4 separate regions of the Mus musculus genome follow, and all the other regions are linked to region 1. The links are chromatin contacts, called in public Hi-C and HiChIP or PLAC-seq maps. All regions are on one chromosome and are shown on one strand. The core of a region is the stretch at or near the end of the contact, and the rest is flanking DNA. Distances in the headings are between cores, read along the strand shown.

Evidence for each region. Hi-C and Micro-C count contacts between places; a contact is called where the count stands out from the background. HiChIP or PLAC-seq counts read pairs in DNA pulled down with a chosen protein or histone mark.
Region 2: a contact with region 1 is called in a Hi-C map of bone marrow-derived macrophages, with 38 read pairs. The contact joins two enhancer-like sites. A contact is called at or near these places in 2 of 15 datasets of contacts at CTCF or cohesin (the NIH/3T3 cell line and pro-B cells), 9 of 484 Hi-C or Micro-C datasets (the Ba/F3 cell line, CD4 T cells, the HPC-7 cell line and 5 more), 4 of 115 datasets of contacts at active chromatin or transcription factors (astrocytes, bone marrow-derived dendritic cells, embryonic stem cells and 1 more) and 3 of 9 other capture datasets (adipose tissue, liver and pancreatic islet).
Region 3: a Hi-C map of bone marrow-derived macrophages shows a contact between it and region 1, with 38 read pairs. The contact joins two enhancer-like sites. A contact is called at or near these places in 2 of 15 datasets of contacts at CTCF or cohesin (the NIH/3T3 cell line and large pre-B cells), 11 of 484 Hi-C or Micro-C datasets (the Ba/F3 cell line, the C10 cell line, CD4 T cells and 7 more) and 7 of 115 datasets of contacts at active chromatin or transcription factors (the 230-238 cell line, embryonic stem cells, hepatocytes and 4 more).
Region 4: an H3K4me3 HiChIP or PLAC-seq map of bone marrow-derived macrophages shows a contact between it and region 1, with 2.5 times the contacts expected there. The contact joins two enhancer-like sites. A contact is called at or near these places in 1 of 484 Hi-C or Micro-C datasets (CD8 T cells) and 5 of 115 datasets of contacts at active chromatin or transcription factors (the HPC-7 cell line, bone marrow-derived macrophages, embryonic stem cells and 2 more).

The regions. Positions count from the first base shown.
Region 1 is chr7:101,133,698-101,137,259 of GRCm38.p6, forward strand. All of the region lies in intron 2 of Fchsd2 (FCH and double SH3 domains 2), which reads left to right. Among named protein-coding and RNA genes, the nearest start is that of Fchsd2, 27 kb to the left of the region's middle. Within about 2 kb of position 1,929, at least 6 of the 459 cell types and tissues checked have an H3K27ac peak or open chromatin away from gene starts, as enhancers often do. A contact at or near this core is called in bone marrow-derived macrophages, where this site is marked.
Region 2 is chr7:101,228,960-101,232,521 of GRCm38.p6, forward strand. The region is part of intron 8 of Fchsd2 (FCH and double SH3 domains 2); the gene reads left to right. Among named protein-coding and RNA genes, the nearest start is that of Gm50587, 28 kb to the right of the region's middle. Within about 2 kb of position 1,537, at least 15 of the 459 cell types and tissues checked have an H3K27ac peak or open chromatin away from gene starts, as enhancers often do. A contact at or near this core is called in bone marrow-derived macrophages, where this site is marked.
Region 3 is chr7:101,211,745-101,215,306 of GRCm38.p6, forward strand. All of the region lies in intron 8 of Fchsd2 (FCH and double SH3 domains 2), which reads left to right. Among named protein-coding and RNA genes, the nearest start is that of Gm50587, 45 kb to the right of the region's middle. Within about 2 kb of position 1,982, at least 48 of the 459 cell types and tissues checked have an H3K27ac peak or open chromatin away from gene starts, as enhancers often do. A contact at or near this core is called in bone marrow-derived macrophages, where this site is marked.
Region 4 is chr7:101,058,869-101,062,430 of GRCm38.p6, forward strand. It overlaps the pseudogene Gm5735. Among named protein-coding and RNA genes, the nearest start is that of Fchsd2, 48 kb to the right of the region's middle. Within about 2 kb of position 1,788, at least 92 of the 459 cell types and tissues checked have an H3K27ac peak or open chromatin away from gene starts, as enhancers often do. A contact at or near this core is called in bone marrow-derived macrophages, where this site is marked.

The DNA of each region.
Region 1 (3,562 bases), core at 679-3,178:
TTTGAAAATATTACTGCTCAGATCTAGGTGTAGGTGTCTATATGTATTTACAGCACTTGTCAGGTAGAGGCAGTGGGGGGCGGGGAGTTTGAGGTCAGTCTGGACTACTTGACAAGACTTTATCTAACAAACAAGCAAACACCTGTGTCTCTATCCAAATGCGCATGTATGTGGATGGATGGATAAGTAGGTAGGTAGGTTTGCTCTGCTTGTTCACAGTATTCCTGGTCACCCAAGAGCTCTGAGGAATATAAACAACATTATACTTTTTTCACAATGCTAACATAGCATTCACTTTGCAGCTTATGCATTAGGGAGTAATTTTTATTTTCAGGGCTTCTGATTTACGGAATGCATTTTTAAAGGCCATATCTATTCTACCTCTGATAAATTTGAACAAAATAAAATCAATACTTTCTGTGAAGGATTCATAATCCTAGGCTTTCATTTTTTCCATTTTTAAATGTATTTTTCTCTCATATATTATACACTGACCACACTTTTCTATCTCTTCTCTCCTCCTTGTTCCCCCAACCCCCCAATACACTCCTCCTCTATCTCCCTTCAGAAAAGGGCAGGCCTTCCAGGAATATCAACTAAACATAGCATACCAGATTGCAGTAAAACTAGGCACCTCCCCTTGTATTAAGGTTGAACAAGGCAACCCAGTGGGAAGAAAAGGGACCTAGAAGCAGATAAGAGTCAGAGTCAGACCCTGCTTCCACTGTTAGGAGTCCTACCAGGAGACCGAGCTATACAACCATAACCTACGTAGAGTTAGGTCAGCCCCATGAAAGCTCCATGATAGGCAGTTCAGTCTTTGTGAGTCCTTGAGTCTATGTTAGTTGATTCTGTGGGTTTTCAACACTGATGTGACAAATTAATTTTTAAAAAGAAATTTCCAGTCAGCAACCATTACCCTGATCATATCTTCTCGTGTGCTAAGTAGAGCTTCTACCTCTGAGCTACATGCATAGTCTGTAAGATTCTCTATTCTAGATGCCATTAAGAACATCTGTATGAGGCTGGAGAAGGCCCAGATGTTAAAAGCATGGAGTGGTTCTCAATAAATGGGTTGTGACCCCTTTGAGGGTCCAGGAGTCACCAAAGATCCTCAGAAAACCAGATGTTTACATTATAATTCATAACAGTAGTAAAAATATAGTTATGAAGAAGCAACAAAAATAATTTTGTGGTTGGGGTTCCAAAAGGTGAGGAACTCTACTAAAGAGTCAAAACATTAGGAAAGGTTGAGAACCACTGTTGTAGGGGACTTAAGTTCAGTTCTCAGTACCCATATCAGGTGGCTCACAGCCTCCTGTAACTCCATGTCCATGAGGATCCAATACCTCTTGCTTCTGGGGGCAGGTGCATGTGTGCATGCATATACACATATGCCCCCCCCTCTTGTAAATAGAGATTTGTATCTGGGTGTGGTGGCACATGCTTGTAATTCCAACACTCAGGAAGTTGAGATAGAGAGGTGAAGAGTTTAAAGCCAGCATGGGCTACCAAGGGAGCATCCATTCAAAACAAAAAACCTAAAGAACATTCATGATTTAGGGAGGTCAGCTCTCAGGGCATTGTACATTCTAGACAAGTCCTCTCCTACTATACTACATCCCTAGCCCTTTTCATTTTATTTTGAAACAAGGTCTTGCTAACCTGGCCAGGCTAAGCTACCTTCCCAGGTGGCTAGGATTATAGGTATGTACTACCATACCTGGCTTATTTTGAAAGATTTGCTGTTTTAGTATTTAACTATTAAATTTAAAATATTCCACAGGTACAAAATAGTACACTAGTTATTGAGATTATTCCAAAAGTTCCTCAAAAGTTAAAGCAAAATTATCATATGCTCTAGCTGATCTGCTTACACATACATCTCAGTCCAGCGATGACTCAGTCGGTAAATCCTGATGAGGTAAGTCCAATCATCAGCATTTATGTGAAGGTGGAAGTAGGGAAACAATACAATGAAGTTGTTCTCTGACCTTTACATTGTGTTATAGCATTGGTGTAGCCACACATGTTATATACATATAATACATGTTTAATGTGTATGGATGCTATGGCAACACTATTTTTAATAGCTAACATCTGGTAATGACTCATGTCTATCACTAGGTCAAGGGATAAACAAAATGTGGTATAATATGATGGGATACTATTCAGTTAAAAATAGATGAAGCATTGATAGCATGTTACTTGGACAAATTTTTTTTTTTTAAGATTTATTTAATGTAAGTACACTGTAGCTGTCTTCAGACACACCAGAAGAGGGCATTAGGTCTTATTACAGATGGCTATGAGCCACCATGTGGTTGCTGAGAATTGAACTCAGGACCTCTGGAAGAGCAGTCAGTGCTCTTAACCGCTGAGCCATCTTCCAGCCCCTTGGACAAATCTTATAAGCTAAATGCGGTTGGGAGGATGGCTCAGTAAAGCATTCAAAAGCATGAGGACCTGAGTTCCATCTCTAGAAGACATGTAAAATTGTTGGGAGTAGTGGTACATGTAATTCCAGCCCTGGGGAAGTAGAGACAGGAGGATCCCTGGGCTTGCTGGCCAGCCATCATAGTTAAATGAGTGAACTTCAGGAGAATGAGAGATCCTATATTGAAATAGGTGGATACCTCAGGTTGTCCTTTGGCCTTCATATGTACCATGCTTGTGCATGTACACATGTAAATACACATATACACATTTTTTTTGAGTTTTCTGAGATAGGGTTTTTCTGTATAGCTATAGCTCTGGCTGTCGTGGAACTCACTTTGTAGACCAGGCTGGCCTCGAACTCAGAAATCCACCTGCCTCTGCCTCCCGAGTGCTGGGATTAAAGGTATGTGCCACCACGCCCGGCTCCATGCACACATTTTTAAAAATGTAAGCTAACTGAAAGAATCCAGGTACAAAAAGTCACATGTTATCTTATTCTTTTCATATGAAATATATAGACTAGGCAAATTTGTGGAGACAGAAATTTACATTAGTGATTACCAAGGGAACACAACACAGAATAGGAACACAACACAGGGAAGTTTGAAAATATTTAAGTTAATTGACTTATATACTCAGAATAATAATACTTGGTTCCTTTATGCTTAGGATTCACATAAACATTTTTCTTCCTTTGAAAATGTTTATGTAAGCTTCTTTTGTGCATATGTATATGGACATGTGTGGCATAGCGTGTATGTGGAGGTCGAAGGACAACTTATGAGTGTCAATTCTGTCCTACCTTGTAGGTTCTGGGGATTGAAGTCAGGTTATCAGACTTGGCAGCAAGCACTTTTGACTGCTGAGCCGTATTACTGGTCCAGATATCCTTATTTCAAGATGAGTAATAGTTAGGCCTAAATGATTTAAATATTTGCTTTCTTTTTTATAAAATATGAAAAATCCCACTTTTGGTAGTGTAGAAGATAGCACTACAGAATAAAGTGAAGCAGTTTGAAGATGACCTAAGGAGCCACTGGCTTTTTGGAAAAATCCTACTTAGAAAATTTATTGACAGGTTTTCCAGATGTTTTTAGAGGTGAAATGGTGGGTCAGCTCACTG
Region 2 (3,562 bases), core at 287-2,786, 95 kb after region 1:
ATACACATAAAATAATTTTAAAAGCCACTGAAAACTCATATTAAATAGTCAAAAGTTTTGAAAGATACACTTGGATGACTTACCTACTAAAGTTTTAAGTATTAGAGGCAATCCAGGAAGTCATACAGAGCACGTAAATTACTATTCACATGAACCATCACTATGTATGCCCATGTCACACCTTCAGAGTTTTGCTTCTCCTATCGTTTACCATTTAAATAGTTCTTACTTTAAGGGAACAGGGTGATGGCACAGTAGGACCCAAGTACACATGCCAGCACCTGCATTAGGCTGCTTACAGTTGCCTGCTCCAAGCAGGGGATCTGATACCCCTAGTCTCCATGAGCATCCACAGATACAAATAATTAAAAATAATTTTTAAGAATAGTTTTTACTTTAAAAATTTAAGAAACATATTATCATTTGTATTTGCTTGATCAACTTTAAAATAAAAAATTGTCTACTATAGGAAGCAGAGGAAGCCCTGAGTGTGTGTAGTCCTGGGTGAATGTGTAGTGTCAACATGGGCACAGCCATGCCAAGGTCTCCAAGGCCTTGGACCCATGGGAAATTGTCAAAGCCATTGCCATGTGGGCCAGGTTCAAGAGGGAAAAGCTTTCCTCCAGAGTCTTGTGTGTAAGGAAGTGACCTCTGAAAGCAGCAACTGAAGCTCCCTCCTCCCAGATATTTACAGCCTCAGCCTGACTGCTGTTTACAAGACTAGCCCCTCCCCACGTCCAGTCCCTAAAAAACACACTGAGGTTCTGAGTTGCCCACGGTAGCAAGTAGTAGTACCCCATCTGACCCCTGCTTTGCTGTGTGTTGTCTGTGCGTCCTTTCTTCATTCCCTCACCATCCCTAGTCAGGGTTTCAGGACCCAAGACAGTAGGGTCTCAGCAGTCTACTATAAGGCTTTTGATCTGTGTTGAAGAGGAATAAAAATATAGGAAGGCAAAGTATTAATTATTTATAATCAATTATCAGTGCAAATCAAGGTTTTTCTTATAATATAACCAAAAGACAGAGTTTGGAATATGGTTGATATAAACTATAGTTATTTTGTAATAATAAAAGGGAAAAAGAAGGCAACGTTTTATTTAGTGCACACACACTTTTTTTTTTTTAAGTTTAGGACCTTCCACATCGTACAGTTTGTGAACTCAGTTGCTTCTCTTTTGCTGTAATACCATCAGGCTTTTCAGTCATGAGGGCTAATGTGGATTCACCCATAGTTTTAAACCTATAAATTCTGATCCAATACGTTACTTATCAAACAGTTATTTGCTGAACATTGTCAGTATTTCAGGCTCCATGTTTGACCCTCAAGATTCAATGCTAAACAGACTGGCATGGCCCTTCCTGTTCATAGAGTTCAATAACCAAAAGAAGGACAGGCAAGCGTCAGAAGCACAAGATAAAGCCACGAGGTAAAAAGACAAGAACCATCCAGAGTTCACAGCGATCAAGAGAAGCCCTTAAGGCTGAATGATAATGAGCAAGGCAGGGAGAGAGGATGAGGAAAGGGCCTGTGACATGTGACATGTGAGCTCAGAGGCAAGAGAAGTGCTGGTAGAGCTCAGAGAGGCTTAGTTTAGGGAAAGTGTTGCAGGGAAGGGAAATGGCAAACAGGTGAACAAGGGGTCAGACAGAAGCCATGTCCAAACTATTCGGTCAGTGGTAAAGTTCAAAACAAACAAAACCTATCCTGAACATAATGCCTGGCCAGGGAAGAGTGTTGAATAGTCAGTCATATAAAATACAAGTCAGGGGTATCCTCCCTGATGCAGTGCGAAGTGGGATGTCAGGACCAGGCATGGTTACATATACCTTTTATCTGAGCACTCCAGAGACAGAGTCAGGCAGATCTCTGTGAATTTGAGACTAGCCTGGTATTCATAGTGAGATTCAGACCACCCAGGGCTATGTAATACTATCTTGAAAGGAAATGGGTTGGCAGAAATAACTGGAATAGGAAATTGCTAAGAAATAACAAAAGAACTTGGTAGGTTAGCAGTATAGCTCTGTGTTAGAGTGTACACTTTGCATGTGCGAAGTGCAAAGGTTTGATCACTAGCACTGCTAGTTAACTGTTAAAAAGCTTTGATTTCTTTCCTTTCTTCCCTGTTTTCTGGTACTCATACTCAGATAGCTAGTATAATGCCTAAGTACAGTTGACACTCAATAGCAATATCATTCAGACTACATAGGAATATAGTTCACCTTAAACTGCACGCCTTGTTCATGATACCTATATTATCATGTCTTGTATATAGGTAAAATGAGCTATTTCTTCCAAACAAGATTATTAGGATGAGCTACTAAGAATATTTCTAAGTCAAAAACTTCATATCAGAAAACATGTCTCTTTTTAAAACAAATTCATGAAAATCATGATTTAAGGTAGAAATTTTAATTCCATCTCAACACACTACAGTGTCCAAAATGTTCATAACTATTTGAAGTTTATATTTAAGGCATTTCTAGTATAGGGGAATGCCAGGGCCAGGAAGTTGGAGTGGGTGGGTTGGGGAGCGGGGGGGGGGGGGAGGAGATAGGAGATTTTTGGAGAGGAAACTAGGAAAGGGGATAAGATTTGAAATGTAAATAAAGAAAATATCTAATTAAAATTTTTTAAATATATTTAAGGCATTTATTTGCACTGCCTGTTTATAGTACTCAATGGTGCCATCTAGTGGTAAAAGAAGATTCAGCACTATTACTCTGCTTCGGGGACAGGTTTTGTTTTATTTCAAGTCAATTTTATATTAAAAGCTTGATGTAAAAGCCAGACACAAAGTACAAAAATAATTATTGTAAAATTTATATACATGATTCTTATAAATAACATACTAACATACAAGGAATAAAATAAATAAATAACATTCAAGGAATAAAAGAAAGAAGAACAATGTTAGATATCATAATTTAGCCCTGACTGTCCTAGAACTCAATCTGTAGGTCAGGCTGGCTTTGAACTCAGAGATCCCCTGCCTCTCCCTGAGATTAAAGTGCTGGGATTAATGATGTATCCCTCCACCACTTGGTTTAAAACACGTTTTTCAAAAGATACTTGAGAAAGTGAAAAGAGCAGCCCATAAAATGAAAGGAAATATTTACAAATTATTTATCTTGCAAAACTCTGCTATATACAATACATAAAGAGTTATTGCCATTTGAAATCAGAAATAGACTCCAACTGAGATGTATGAAGCAGAGGCTGGAGATGTAGCTCAGTTAGTGAACTATTTGGCCAGCAGTTCAGTTTCTATTACTGTATAAACCAGGTGTGGCAGCACATACCTGGAATCTCAGGTGGAAACTAAAGGGTCAAAAGCTAAGGGTGGGCCAGTGAGATGGCTAAGTGGGTAGAGGCACTTGTGTGCAGGCCTAACAATCTGAGTTGGATCCCCAGATTCTGCAGCACAGCGGGGAAAAAAAATCAGAATTGTACTCTGACTGCCACATATGCACCATGATGCATGTATGTCTTCTGTAAGTAAATATTTTTCTTTGAAAGTTGGAAGTACTTTTAGTTGTATTACAAGTTCAAGTGGTGCTACAG
Region 3 (3,562 bases), core at 732-3,231, 78 kb after region 1:
GCCATCTCTCCAGCCCCTTTAGTTAAAATTTTAAGTGAGACATATTTTTGTTTCAAGTTTAGTAAGTTAATTTGGATGAAATTTATTTAGTGATATGGTAGCATTATTTTATTCTTATAGTATATGGCATGATAATTTTCACAGTGACATTTTCACACACTCAGACTCATACTCACTGTTATACTTAGTTATTTGCCCTTCACCAACCTCTTCCAGTTTAGATCCTTTCCTCTTCTTTTATAATTCTCTTTCTACATTTATGTCATGTGTGTGTGGGGTCAGAGGTGCATGTTGTGCCCATGTAAATTTAATCTAGATTCTACAGATGAAAAATGCAGTGTTTGTTATTCTGAGTCTGGTTTATTTTACTTAACATAATCTCTGGTTCCATCCATTTTCATGCAAAAGTCATCATTACATTCTTCTTTACAGCTTAATAAAATCCCATTGTTCATGTAAGTATTCATTTTTATAGCATCTTTTTATTCATTCAGCTTTTTAGTCTGGTTCCATATTTGGCTCCATTTTGAATTGATTTTTGGTCAGATTAAGGATCTAGTTTCGCTCTTATATGTGGACACCTAGTTTTCAAAGGACCATTTGTTAAATTCCTTCATTTCCAATGAGTATTTATGATGATTTGTCTAAGATGGGTGCTTATTAATGTGTGGGTTTATTTCTGGGTCCTCCATTCTGTTCTATTGCTTTATGTCTGTTTTGTGCCAGTACCATGCTGGCTTTGTTATTATAGCATATTATCTTTCATATAGCTATAAATGAGGCGTTTTACTCAGTTACAAGAAGATTTAGTATCACATAAGCTCAAAGCTGATGTTATTGAGAGGAGTTAGCTTTCCAAGTTCAGATGCTTTAAAATTTTAATTTGAGCTGGGCATGGTGTTGTGCAGCTTTAATCCCAGCACTCTATAGTGGAAGGCAGAGGCAGGCTGATTTCTATGAGTTCCCGGCTAGCCTGGCCAATATAGTGAGTTCTAGGACAGCCAAGGGTTAAATAGAGAGACCCTGTCTTAAAATAAAATTGAATTTGAGATTAGAGATCTTAACACAAGCTATTAATGGAATTGAGAAGTATGTGGAACACTAAGATCTGGGGTTTGCTTGCTGCCCTAGTTTCTGGGCATGTTAGGTCTTCTCTGCATCATGTCTCAAAGAATTTCCTTCCTAATAGCCTTTCTGACCGAGAACTATCTTGTGTCTTCTAGCACATTAATTTTCTTACTATCTAGTACCTTCTTTGTTTCAACTTCTATTGAGACACCAATACATAAGTTCCTCTTGCCCTTTCCACTTTTAGTAACACAAGTTTTGAAATTTCATGTAAAACAAGTAGAAGAGTAGTTGTGTTTACATCGAGACATCTAAGGCTTTAGATAAGGTGAACTCTTGACCATAGGAAGAAGTCATGCCAGGTGTATCAGTTCAACCTTGCAATATAAGCACATGGATGTTCAGGGTGACTAAGACAAGAATCACTTTGGTTTCAAGGCCAGCATGTGTTACCATATGAGACCTTGTTTCAAAATTCTGAATTCAAATAACTATGTATGTATGCATTGTTTTGCTACAGGAGCCCTCCTCCAAAGTACACTGATCATTTCACTCTGCTTGTGAACTGGTGAGATCTTCTTTACCCATCTGCAGAACTGTGGCTAGCAATACCCTGTGCATAAATTGCAGTAGAGGGGTTCTTCAGATACACATTTTTCTTTTTACCTTTCATCATCTTACTAATGAAACTCAGTGTCTCAGAAGTAACTTCTTACATTTCTTAGTTAATTTATCACTTCAAAGTAAAGATGAGGGTATAAGTAAGGAACAAGAGAGGGCGACAGAAATAGATCAGCAGGTAAGAGCTTTGTTCTTACAGAGAACCAGGGTTCAATTCCCAACACCCACATGGTACCTCACAACCATCTGTAACTCACAGAGGATCTGACACCTCCTTCTGATCTCACAGGCACCAGGCATATGAGTGGTGCATAGACATACATGTGAGCAAAACATTCATACATATAAAATAACATAAATAAATCTTAAGAAAAAGAGAACAAGATTACAATAGTTTCTACTCTGAACCAGTGAAAACTAATATTAGCTTTCCCCTTAGAGACCTTATTTATCTTTCTAGCACTAAAATAGAGAGTGTTTGCTTTGTCTTGAGTGACCAAGCAGGACCAATACAGTTGTGGTTCATGGGGAGTTTCCAGAGGACACTTTTGGTGCTCTTCCTCCTCCTAGCCTTTGGTAAAATATGCAAATGTACCAGGAAACTGGGGAGGTTTTTTTTGTTGTTGTTCTTACCCCGAATAGAACTCTTCTAAACTGTACCTGTTGAGAGTGTAAATTCAGAAGTTTGTTTTTTAAGTGAAGGAAGCATATGGGGTTTTTGTGTGTGTGTGTGTGTGTGTGATTTTTGTCAGCTAGGATTTTTTTTCCATCAGCTGCACGGAAAAGGGAATTTTATCTGCTATACTGGGTTTGCCTCATTTCCTCTTAAGCCATGATTAATTGCAGCTAGATATTTAGAATTTATAAGACTGAAAATAGACTTCAAGTCAGTGGAAAAGTGAAAGATTATGAAAGATAGAATGTTTAGACTCTTAAAAAGTGCTTTTTAACCAAAGAGTACACACCAGGGACCCATGGCTCCAGCTGGATATGTAGAAGAGGACTGCCTTATCGGGCATCACTGGGAGGGGAGCCCCTTTGTCCAGTGGAGGCTCAATGACCCAGGGTAGGGGAATGCTAGGGCAATGAGGCAGGAGTGGGTGGGCAGATGGAGGAGCTCCCTCATAAAGGCAGGGGGATGGGGGAGAGGATAGGGGTTTGTGGTGGAGAAACTGGGAAGGAGGATAACATTTGAAATGTCAATACATAAAATAACCAATAAAAAATGTAAAAAATAAAAGGGCTTTTTACAGCATACCAGCCTATATTTGATAGTATATTTGTGAAAAATAGACAAAAATATGAGTGAATATTTATCCAAGCTTAGTGAGTGTTAGAGTGTGATTTTAAAGCAAAGACAAGTGATACATGGAAAAATAGTAATAGATTTAACAATTCCAAATTTTAACACCCTCCCTCAAGTACACACACGCACACGCACACCTATATGAATTTATGTGCACCATGTACATGTAGGTGCCCACGAAGGCTAGAGGGAATCAGATCCTCTGGGAATTAGAGTCACAGACTTGTGAATTGCCTGCCTGATGGAGGTGCTGGGAACCTAACTCTGGTCCTCTGCAAGAGCAGCAAGCACTCAACCTTTGAGCCATCTCTTAGCCACAACAAACTCAGTTTTTAAAAATGCATGACAGTAACAATACGTGACAATTGAGCTAAATGCTTTACATTAAGTCTTGTGCTTTACATCTAGGTGAGGGTCCTAGCAGACAGGAGGGTTAGAGATGCTGCCCTAAAACACAAGGTTTATAATCCTGGCCTGCTTCCCAGTCTTGCAGCACATCTCCTTGCTGCTTTCTACACTACCACTCAGCAGATACCACTTCTGTTAGTCTTCTGTTACAGCAGTATT
Region 4 (3,562 bases), core at 538-3,037, 75 kb before region 1:
GCTGGGGTTACAGGCACATAGCAGTTAGGGCTGGAATCCTGAGCCTTAAGTGGACTAAGCAAACATCTAGCAATATAGCAAGACCCTGTCTCAAACAACCTGTAACCCCAGCTACAGGTCTGTGTGTGTGTGTGTGTGTGTGTGTGTGTGTGTGTGTGTGTGTGTGTGTGTGTGTCTGAAGCAGCCTGTCTGGGTTACAGGATGAGTTCATGGCCACTTGGAATAATTAGCAAGAATCTCTCTCCAAACAACAACTCGGGTTGCTAGCCCTGCAGAGTGCATGTACCCACTGAGCCGTCTTCAGCCCCTCTGTAATTTCCTATTTGTCTTTTAAAGAAATACAATCAATCCTTAGTGTACATGGAGGACTAGTTCTAGGTACCCGGATGGATGGCTGTTCAAGTCCCTGCTAAGAGCTGCCAGAGTGTGTGCATACAGCTGTGCGTACTCCTCAGTAGAATGCAAATCATCTCCAGATTATGTGTGACACCTAATGCAATGCAAATAGATGCCACACTGCATTGTCTAGGGAATAGTGGCAAGAAGTCAAAGTCTGTGGATGCACAGAATCATCTGCATATTGAGCTTCTAAAGAAGGGGTGGCCTGAGTCTGTGAAAGGAGAACTGAAAATTCGGATGGACGATTAATACCGTAATACCAGCAGCAGGAAGTTAAGGTGTAGGGTGACAGATTGCATATATATATATGCATACATATACATATACATATATATAGATATATACATACTCCTATTTTATGAATTTTCTTCAGTGAACAGAGAAAAATGAGAGGTAAAAAAAGTGCTCGTGTATGGGGCTGGAGAGATGGCTTAGTGGCTAAGAGCATTTGCTGCTCTTGCAGAGAACCCAGGTTCTCCTGGCCTCTGAGGGCACCTGCAAGCACATGACATACATACTGAGAAGCAGGTGTGTGCACGCACATAAAATTTATAAAGCTAAATGCCAGTTTAGATGGAGAAATAAAGTAAGCAACTGTTTTCATTTTAAAAGAAGGAAGAGAGCCAGGTGGTGATGGCATACTCCTTTAATCCCAGCACTTGGGAGGCAGAGGCAGGCAGATCTCTGTGAGTTTGAAGCCAGCCTGGTCTACAGAGTGAGTTCCAGGACAGCCAGGGCTACACAGAGAAACCTTGTTTTGAAAACAACAGCAACAAATGGAAAAGGAAGAAGGGGGAGGCAGGGAGAGGAGGGGGGAAGGCGGGGGGGGGGGGCAGGGTGGTGGTGGAAGAGAGGTGTGTGTGTGGGAGTTCTTGGTAAAGTTATTTGATTCTTAGCACAAATACAAAAGTAAAATCAAAGCAGCCACATTTACACTCACAATGCCTTCTCCATGCTTTAAGAATGCTTATGTTTGAGCATCTGTGTGGTGAGGTGTGTTAATCTGGTAGACTTGTATGTGAGAGCATGGGTGCACGTGTCCTTGCACTTGCAGGGAGGCCCGAGGAGAACGCAGAAGAATGTCCTAAGCCTTTCCAGACAGGGTTTCTCACTGATGGGCAAGCCCCAGGGATCCTTTTGCTTCTACCTCCCAGAAGCTAGGGTTATAGGCTAGATATAGATAACTCCAGCTTGAGGGGTTTTTATCAACTTGACACAAGCTGGAGTTATCTGGGAAGAGGAATCTTAGTTGGTAAAATACCTCCATCCTATTGTCTGTAGGCAATTAATGATTGACATGGGATGACCCAGCCCAATGGGGCAGGGCCATTCCTGGGCAAACGGGCATTGGTGGTATAAGAAAGCAGCGAGCAAGCCCCTGCCGAGCAAGCCAGGAAACAACATTTCTTTGTGGTTTCTGCTTTAGTTCCTGCCCCAACTTCCTTCCAATGAAGTGCTGTAAGCTGTAAAAAAAAAGAAACCCTTTCCTTCCCAAGTCGTGGTATTTCATCATAGCAACAGAGACCTATGTTAAAAACAAAACCAAAAAAACTTAGTGATGGAATCTGAACCTAGGTCTTCATGCTTGTCCAGTGTTCTCACACACGGAGTCACCAACGGAGTCTCACGCGGCTCAGGCTGACCTCGAACTTCCAACATAGCTTGTTACAAACTTGGCCTCCTTATCCTCCTTCCTCTACTTGCCTAATGCTGTTACCAGCATTTGCCAACGCACCAAGCTCTCCATGGGTTTCACAGCCTGTTCCTGAACTGAGTACCATTCACTCTTGCAAGACAAAGGTTTAACTCCAAATCCGTGACCTCTACCCTGCAGGTCCCCATCAAAGCATCCCTGATTCTCATCCAGTAGAGTGGTCCTCTACTATTGTGCCTGCGGCCTCTACTATTGCGCCTCCGGCCTGCCTGCATGGAATAGCTTTTTTTTTTTTTTTTAAGTTCTTCACATTTTTATTCTTTGTGCACAAAGACTAGCATGATTGGTTCTGCTTGGTAATCAGTCGAACAATCCATTCAAGGTCGCTTAGTCCAACTTAGTCCTTAGTCATTCGCGTACTGCCGGAAGCACTGGCGGCACAAGTTCAGCCCGTATTTGCGGATCAGACCGTGGCGGTTAGAGCAGACGCGGCAAGAGCGGGAACCCTGGCCGAACTTCCGTGGGTGACTCCAGTAGAGCTGCTGGTGACCCATCTTAGCATTTTTATCCCCAGTGCCCAGCTCATTCCTTCTATCCCCAGAGAGTTCTGAGTGGGATCTCCAGAGGGATTCAAGTCCCATGGATTGGACCCCAGGTGGCGCTGTCTGCCCGTGAAAGAGTCGAGGAAACCCAGAACCCGGAGCCTCTGGTCCCGGCAGCCAGCGATGAAACCTCAAATTCCAATCCTGCTTGTCCTCGCAACATCACCCCATGAAACATCATCCCACGCAACGCATCCATGCCTGGTTTATTCTCATTCTCTCTCTCTCTCTCTCTCTCTCTCTCTCCACCTCCCACTTCCCCAACCCCACTCCACCCGCCAAATGACAACTTTCAGGAGTTGGTTCTTCTTCCATCCTTCGGGTCCTGAGGAGCAAACTCAGGTTGGTTGGCTTTGCAGCAAGTAGCGTTATCCACTGAACCATCCTACCAGAACTCGGCGCCTGGTTTTACATTTCAGCATTTCAAGGCTGGATGCCAGAAGAAGTGGGTAACCCGCAGGCTATCCCAGCTGTTTCCTGGGGGACCTAACTTTCCCAGAAAATGGCATGAATATCGTTATTTCTTTCAGAATGCCACCTAAGTCTTTCTGAGGAGACGCTACTCCCCTATCTGGTACAAACCCTCTTACCTCCCTCCTTGTTGGAAAACATGGCTACGAAGTACAAGGTTCTGATTCTGAATCTAGCCCTGGTGTGCTCATTTCCCCAAGCTTTAGGGACCCTGTGTGTGACACGCAGACTAGCCCCAGCACTCTGGGCTACCAGTCCCCAGAATCTCTGCTGATTGAGAAAGGCAAGAGGTGTGGCCAGTCAGCATCTTGGCTAAGGGCAGGCTGCCCTGGAGTTGCCAGAAGGAAAACATTTTCCGGGAGCCGGAAGGGCTGGCAGAACCCAGGGCCGGGTGGAGAGACCACAATGGACCCTTGTGTGGTGGTTTAGCTTGGAC